Linked DNA regions of Rattus norvegicus: all the other regions are linked to region 1. The links are chromatin contacts, called in public Hi-C maps. All regions are on one chromosome and are shown on one strand. The core of a region is the stretch at or near the end of the contact, and the rest is flanking DNA. Distances in the headings are between cores, read along the strand shown. Region 1 holds the start of Ch25h (cholesterol 25-hydroxylase). Region 2 holds the start of Acta2 (actin alpha 2, smooth muscle). Region 3 holds the start of Ankrd22 (ankyrin repeat domain 22).

Region 1 (2,700 bases), core at 151-2,650:
CAAAATCACTGAGCACTCCACACACACACACACAGTTTCTTTTTAGTTTTTATCCAGCGGGTCCATCAGGAGTCAACACTTGTTTAGTTCATGTTCTTTTTATTTTTAAAATACGAATAAAAATTCTTTCAATATAAATATATCATTTTGCTCAAAAATAGAAAAAATATACTATAATCTTGATCACTGCCCAGCAGGAACAAATTTGATTATTTTAAAGAGTCAGACATCAGGTCTTCCATCAACATGCGTGATTAGCCCTGTTCCAGTGCAGTTTCATACATAGGAAAGTCTTGGTTCTACAAACAAACCATTCTAGAGAATGTCTAACTTGTGTCCTGAAGTCAAGGACACTGGGACGAGTTGGAATTTGACATCAAGACCACAATTAAATTCATATATAAACATTATATAAATTACTTTGTCGGGCTGCAGAAACACATTAGATTTTATAGCAGTGTTCATCACTTAAAAATGTACTAACTTCTGAAAAAATAACTCAAGTCTGTTTCTTCTTCTGGTTCAAGTGTACAGTACATTGCTCTCCGGAGTCCAAGCAGCTCTCACTGCCGGCACACAGGCGCTTCGAGTGGGGTGCGCAACGCAGGGTCCCCAGCATTTTGTCCCAGTGTGTGAAGTACGGAGCAAAGTTGCAGTTAAACTGAGAGTGATGCAGGTCGTGGTGAGCCACGCCCCCGTACCAGCCAAACGGCACAAGTCTGTGAGTGGACCACGGAAAGTCGTAACCTGAGTGGTCCTCCACCGACAGCCAGATGTTAACCACGTGAAAGACGAGGATGGTGAGTGGGTGACACTGAAGCATCGCGACGTTCAGCACATCGAAGAAGGTCAGAGAAAGCAGCTCCCAGACGCTCATGTATTGGGTAGCCAACGCGAAGGAGGACGAGTTCTGGTGATGCACCTTGTGGAAGGTGCGGTACAGCCAGGGCACCTTATGGTGCAGCAGATGCCACGCGAAGATCTCGGTGTCGAAGAGCAGCAGGCAGATCAGGACGTGACTCAGGAGCTGGGAGAGCTCGGGGGCCTCCCGCGGCAGCAGCGCGGGGCTGCGCGCCCAGTGCATCAGCGTCACTGGGAACACGAACACCAGGTGCTGGTAGAGTGTCAGCCCCAGGCAGGGCAGAAGCTGCCTTACGGACGGCGAGAAGTCCGGGTGGATCTTGTAGCGTCTCAAGATGGGCACCCAGGGACAGAGGACATCTAGCACCACGAACGGTAGGCAGAAGCCCAGGTAAGTGAAGATAGAAAAGATGACTGGGAAGAAGGGTGAGCGCGCGGACGCCTCTCCCGTCCTTATGCTGTCCCAGAGAGGCTGCAGGAGCAGCTGGTTGGAACAACCAAGGTCTTGGAGCTCCGAAACGTTGTGGCAGGCCATGCTGAGACTGTGTCCCACAGTGGCTGTCTCCCCAGTCCCACCGACTTTTCTAAGGACTGCGGCCCCGCCCCCGGTGACGTCAGCATTCCTTCCCTCCCTTCCCTGCTACAGAATTTTGCTTAAATGACCGAATTATGCCTTTGGTTCCGGTCTATGTCCTGGTTCATAGCTGCATCACATTTCCCCTTAATGCATGCCGCGCTCCTTAAAACCGGTCCCCAGACATAAAGAACTGTTTGCTCGCTTTTCAGAGACAGGAGCCAGCGTTTGATTCTGCCTTGAGACAATTCACCCGCTGTCACCACTACAAACTAATGGGTTCATCACCCTCAGAAAGTGCTGTTTCTCAACCAAAGCAGAATTCCCTGAGTTTTAAAATATCTGCGTTTGGCTGTGTAAAGACTTATTCTACATCTTGGAGTTCTCTGAGTGCGTGCACCTCACCCCACAGTGCTGGTACTGAGTGCGTTGCAAATAGGGATTGGGTCCCTTACGGAGAGGGAACTTGGCATCCTCCTAAAAGGAGCAGTCAGGCTCGCAGCCTTTTGGCGCGGACGCCTCTCTTAAAAGCCCGCGGTGTCCATGGGGCAGCACTGCCAGCCTTTGCCCTGGGGTGGAAAACGAGGATGTTGGGTTTACCACCCACAAAGGGTCACTCCATTGGGCCAAACCTCAAAGGCTGGTGGAGGGAATGATCTATGCACTCCCATAGGCTCCCGGGAGACGGTCCATCTTCCCTGCCTCAACTCCTGGACACCCTCTCAGGCACCAGGACTGAGTAGCCAGGGCTGAGCACAGGAGGTCAGTACTGTAGCCAGGGAGAGTCCCCTAGAGAGCCCAGCACAGAAATCAGTCCCGTGTGACCCACACGTGGCACACAGGGGACTCCAGAGGAAAGCCAGGGGCCGTTCTCCCATTGTTTCCTTCTTGTATTTGTGTCTGTACAGCTTTTCATCTCTGCTGGAAGCTGACATAGTCTTATGCAAGCTTGTGTTTCTCTTGTTCTTTTCCAAGGCAAACAATGAAAGAGTGGCTTTAGAGGCTTGCTGGGAGCCCTGAAAACAAAAAGGGGGAGGTGGACTGTAACTTCTGCTTGCTCCCTGCCAGGCACAAGCCAAGACTGTTACTTGTGATTCACAATCATCAAGAGCTGGCTCCCACATTTGTCAGGAAGGAGGCAGTGACCCCATCACTGTGGTTCCACAGCTCTCCATCTAAGGGCTTAGCACATACAACCAAAGGAAATAAGACACGATCATTTTAACTTTGTACTTCACAGGTTACCACTAAGATAAATTCAAATA
Region 2 (2,700 bases), core at 189-2,688, 260 kb before region 1:
CAGCCAGGTGACTGGCAGAGGCAGCCAGCAGCAAAGGACCAGCAGAGAGTCTACAGGAAGCCTGCTGTCCACACATAGCATCCGGGCTGCAAATGAGATAAACCACTCGGAATTAGGATGCCCTTTGAAAACGGGGAAGGATAACCCACATAAACTGTTGGGCAGGATGACTTAAGGTTGTGCCTTAGTATATTCAGAGAAATAAGCTTCCTAGTTTTTTTTTTAAATGCAAGTAAAAATCACTAATTCAGTAAAGACGTATTTCTACTTCATCCAAAATATCCAGAAAATATGTCTTAATAAGCTTTGAAAGGAGCGTCGTCACTAGAGAAGACGTCGGTGTGTTTCCAGAGGAAACTGCCGCTGTGGTTTGCAACTCTTATCTAACCTGAAGGAGCAGCTCAGTTTGAAGCAGGGAGCATTTCCTAATTAGGTAAAACACACTGGGCTCCAGCGTCCGCTTTTGGAACTGCACCCGAGGCCGGGGAGTTTGGTGCAGCACAGTGGAGCTCATCTTGTGCCAAAAATGAATTGTAAGAGGGGAGGGGAGGGAGGAGGAAAGGACAGTAACCTTCCCAGTTTGTGAGTCTCAAAACGCAAACCATATTTAGTCATGAATCACAAAATGGGAGGAAAATCTTATCGAGAAAACTCCGTTCCCTGCAGAAGCTACCAAGTCCTGAGTGGGGTGGCTCCACAGAGACTCTGCCTAAGGGGCCAGAGGGACACTTGAGGCAGAGAAACGCAAATCAGATCTCCCCGAATGAGACACTTCCTCATTTCCATTTCTTTGCAGAGAGTAGAGGAGCTATGCTTTGCTGCAAATGACCAATGACATAGGTTTGAATCGTAAGGGCACAAGATATACATGTCTACTGTTAGAGCCCCGGAAACCCAGAGGCAACGCAGTCCACTCAGCCAAAACCAGAGCGCAGGCAACCGCGCCAGTTCACTCCTGACATCCACTTCCAGTTAACCCGGCTGTACTCGGTCAGATGGAAAGTCCTCACACTAAGTCTGAACCATAGACAAATCCAAAAGTGTCCAACACCTAAGTAGAAACAAATGTATAATTTACCATAGATGGCTGGACTTCTCCCCTACAGTAGGCTGCGGGATCCGAGCAGTTGGTTTAGTGTAAACAGATTTCACAGATGCCACGCATGAACAAACTTTAATTTCCTCTCCATCTCCTTTGCCAGTAAACCACGATTCATTTTTAGTCCCGTTTAGATACGAAATCATGCAAGCTAAGGAGCTACAATCATTTTAACAGCATAAATCTTTATTCAAAAATTCAAAACATGTGAGTCATTCAGATTACTACAGACAACGTCTGGTTCCACTGGATGATTAAAAAGCCTGGGAAAACTCTAAGTCACATCCCTGGGCTGGGGCCACTTACCCTGATGGCGACTGGCTGGGCTTCTCCACTCTGGGTGGGTGGTGTCTGGGGAGGCTGAATGCTGAAGGGTTATATAGCCCCCTGGTCTGATCCCCTCCCACTCGCTTCCCAAACAAGGAGCAAAGACAGGCTGAAGCTGGCCGTTCACTCTAACACAACCATATAGGGACCTCAGCACAAAACTCTCTAATCTGGGTGGCCAGAGGCCTGGGTCTCTTCCACTGCATTCCTCTGCTCTGCTCTCGAAACAGGAGGCAGTTCAGCTGCTTATGGGGATAAACATCCTGAGCCCTCAGAACAACTGCTCAAATGCCCAGACACTGGGCTAGTGCCATGGAGCAGACGCAGGCATGGTTTGCACATTCCTCAGAAGATGCCAGCTCTTCCTGTCAGGCTAGCCTTTGGGTCCATTAGCTAAGGGCTTGAGATGAGGAAGGGCCTGTCTCTGACTAGCTGGGACTTTAAGGCAACACTGTTGCAAAAGGTAGCCTATAACAAAAGATGCTTGGGTCACCTGCGAATCTGCAGAGGAGTGATCATTTTATGGAAGCCACATTGTATGTAGTCTGGAGTCTGTGTGTAGTATCAATGAAGTCTGTATGTATTACATATGGAAGTATGTAATCAGGATTCACCAGCCTATGTTACCCTAAGAGGAACTTAGAAGTCAGAATCACTGTAACTGCGTTAACCCTTAGGTACAGTCCACGTGCATGTTGTTGGTTTATCGCTGACCCTTGATATCATGCTTAAGGACCGTCTTTTGGCCACAGAGATGACCCATTGCCCCGTCATAAAAAAAATTGTAAAAGAAGTTTGAAATGTTGAAATGAAGCCTGCTCATCCTCCTCCGTGTCTATGAGCCCACTGGACAGAAAGAGCGATCAAGTGACCCTGCCATTCTTCAAAGACATCATCAGCTCTTTGGCTTCAATGGACAGTCAACGACTTTACCTTTCTCTACTTCCCTCCTGCAAGCCAAGGTTCTGATTCAATTCATGATGGAGATATTTTAGACGGATTCCATAAGTGGCTCTGAACTGTTGGCATGTCAGGGAAAGCCCAGGGTGAATGCCAGCAGCTGTCTACTCACGCTACCATGTCTCATGCTCTTGATTAATGGTGTCCACCTGCACCCAGGCACGCATAGCTGTCTTTGAGAATTACACCGTTGACTCTTAGAAGAGTCTAATGGTTGCTAAATAATAATGGGGTTTCTTTGTGTTGCTTAAGAGTTTTCTACTCTGTATCTGGTTTCACCAACTAAGAAATACATTGTCTGATCACTCAAATAC
Region 3 (2,700 bases), core at 176-2,675, 350 kb before region 1:
GACCCTACGTGAGCTGAGTGAGAACTCTGGAGTGAGTGTCCCAGAAACCTCACTATGAATGAGCTTTTCTCCCTGACACTTAGAAAATTTACTCGAGTAGAATGTTAATACATTATACATTTTCTAGAGTAGAATGTTAATACATTGTACGTTTTGCCATCCTCGTAAGTCCGTGACTTCTTGGTGAGATCAAAATCCCAGAGAGAGATATTCCCAGGGTGGTGAAATAAGCAGGAAAAGCATTTAGTAAAGAAACATGCACACTTATGCAGACACGCACAAACTCATGCTCGCACATGTGCACTTGAGGTAGGTGCCAAAGAATTACCTTTCATGCTAGCAGATCAAAATCAATGAGGCTCCGTGAGCTTAGAGAATGGAATGCCGGTTAGCAAGTTAATTGTGTCAGATAAGGAGTAAGTCATGAATAATAATAATAATAATAATAATATAGGAAGAAGGAGAAGGACAAGAGAAGGAGAAGAGAAGGAGAAGGAGAAGGAAATAATAATAATAATAATAATAATAATAATAATAACAGGAAGAAGGAGAAGAAGGAGGAGGAGGAAGAGGAGGAGAAGGAGAAGAGAAGGAGAAGGAGAAGGAGAACTATCACAACATTACTGTGCCTCTGATACTCTTATTCAAATATTACCCTTTGAAACATTGAAAAATGTATTTGACTGTAGTAAGCTACTTTCAATGTAGAAAAATGTCCTGTCGGCTATCAAAAGGAAATAGTCCAAATATCAGAACTGTACTGCCAGTCATCGTTTCTAGACGGTGATAACCCGTATTAATAATTGCCAGAGGTGAACTTCCTTCCACATACCCAGCTTCAAGGTGTTGTTCTATTCATGGGTTCCGTGAGAAGCCTGCCCATTGTTTGGCTTTTTAGAAAAGCCAATTAGGTGTGAGTGTCTCTTGCCCTTACGGATTTCACTGAGACACAACATAGTTGCAACTCCATTTTTCAAGGTTCACATCACCCCTGCAATTAGGATGTCAGAAAATATAAATCCCATCATGCTCAACTTAGGTCTAGCTAAAACTTAGTATTTCAGTCTAACTTTTGTTAAGATAGTAAAACAAACCAAAAAAAAAAAAAAATCCTAGCACATCGGATCTTTCCTGACTTAATACTCACTAGGAACACTAAACAGAATTGAAAATAAGCCATGGTAACAGGGATAGACAATTATACATGGAAAAAAACAAGAGAAATTTTTAGCAACTTTGGATTCCTAAGTTCAGAAATATGACATACCTCAGAATATAGGATTCCCATCCGGTCCTTCTTGCGTTTGTGCCCTCTCTACAAGGCAGTAGTGAATCTTCTAGAGGCGTTTCTAATTAATATTAAATTTCTTCCTGGAAAGAAAGGTCCCTGGAAGTCCAAGCTAGTGGCGAGCCCTCTCTTCCCACACCTGAGAGTGCTTTCCCAGCAGTCGGTGACAGCAACACACCTTGCGTAGAGAGAGGGCTGTGAAGCTAAGGCATTGGCTTACAGGTAATGATCCCAGAGCTGTATCATTGTTACAGCCAGGGGAACCGGTTTCTGAGTCACAAATGCTCTGCCCATGGAGGCAGCCAGTAAAGAAGGAAGCACAGGTGGGAGGGGGAACTTCTTAGGCCAGCAGGAAGAGTTCAAAACAGGACACCGCATTTACACAATTTCTTAATTGAAATCCAGCATTCAATGTCCATTACCGTCCACCAACTCCTCAGTGAGAGTCATAGGGTCTAGTTAGGTAAATAATCCTCAAAGTCCTCCAAAGTTCTTGCTAGCAATACTTTCCCCCCAGACACTTAAAGAGCCCTATAAGCTAATAAATTAAACTTTACTTAATAGTTTTTAATTTTAATTGACATGTGGTAATTACACGCATCTATACAGTACTATGTGATAATTCAAGAAGTATTATATATAATGGTCAAGTAAAAGTAATTAGTATTTCCACGTGTTTTAATGTAATTCCTCTGAGAACCTTCAAAGTCCTCTCTCACACTTTATTAAAAAAAGAAAAAATGCATACTAGGTCACTCTGAGGAGCTGGGGAACACCAAGCCTGGCTCCCCCTATATCTGTTGTGGTATCTGTGACCCAGCCTCCTCCACTGCCACTAACACCATCTGTGCCTGCAGTCCTCGATACTCTACTCTTACATGGTGCTGTAAGAGACCAGCCAGAACTCTGCTCAAAGATCTTTTGTCATGTGTGAAACTTTTTTTTTTCAGACTGTGCCTTGCCCTGGACAGACTTCAGTTTACATACACATTGGTCACGGTGAACCAGGACTGCAGAAGCACCTGGGCATATTAAGATCACCACAGGAGGAGTAGGTTGAGAACTTAGCAGACAAACTGAGGGATGAATATTATGTTCTCACCTGGTGATGCCTCACAGAGCATTCATCCCACCTCCTGCCCTGTTTATGAAGAGACCAATGGAAAGAGAACTCATGGTTGTTCCCCGGGACTTCAACTCAGCTCACACCCTGTGACTGATGCAGACAACCTCACATTTCTATCCACTCATCTCCCTGTCATTAGAAAGGGCCCGATCCTATCTTTTGCTCTCCCGACTCTGTGGTCCAGGTCTCATCTCTGAAACCCCAATCTTCCCCCGTAGCCTATGTCTACCACCACCACAGGGTCTCCGGGAGACACTGGTTCCTTATCCCGGTATAGACTATCTGA

Evidence for each region. A called contact is a pair of places that touch in the nucleus more often than the background predicts.
Region 2: a Hi-C map of Schwann cells shows a contact between it and region 1, with 5 times the contacts expected there. The contact joins the promoter of Acta2 here to the promoter of Ch25h in region 1. A contact is called at or near these places in 9 of 12 Hi-C or Micro-C datasets (the A7r5 cell line, the Rat2 cell line, Schwann cells and 5 more) and 1 of 1 datasets of contacts at active chromatin or transcription factors (oligodendrocytes).
Region 3: a Hi-C map of the A7r5 cell line shows a contact between it and region 1, with 4 times the contacts expected there. The contact joins the promoter of Ankrd22 here to the promoter of Ch25h in region 1. A contact is called at or near these places in 10 of 12 Hi-C or Micro-C datasets (the A7r5 cell line, the Rat2 cell line, Schwann cells and 6 more).

The regions. Positions count from the first base shown.
Region 1 is chr1:241,427,966-241,430,665 of GRCr8, forward strand. Ch25h (cholesterol 25-hydroxylase) reads right to left here and starts at 1,401. Exons shown (of 1, transcript NM_001025415.1): 1 at 83-1,401. The coding sequence starts at 1,396. The coding sequence ends at 500.
Region 2 is chr1:241,171,065-241,173,764 of GRCr8, forward strand. It overlaps Acta2 (actin alpha 2, smooth muscle), which reads right to left and starts at 1,439. Exons shown (of 9, transcript NM_031004.2): 1 at 1,406-1,439.
Region 3 is chr1:241,082,155-241,084,854 of GRCr8, forward strand. It overlaps Ankrd22 (ankyrin repeat domain 22), which reads right to left and starts at 1,426. Exons shown (of 6, transcript NM_001191638.1): 1 at 1,268-1,426. The coding sequence starts at 1,288.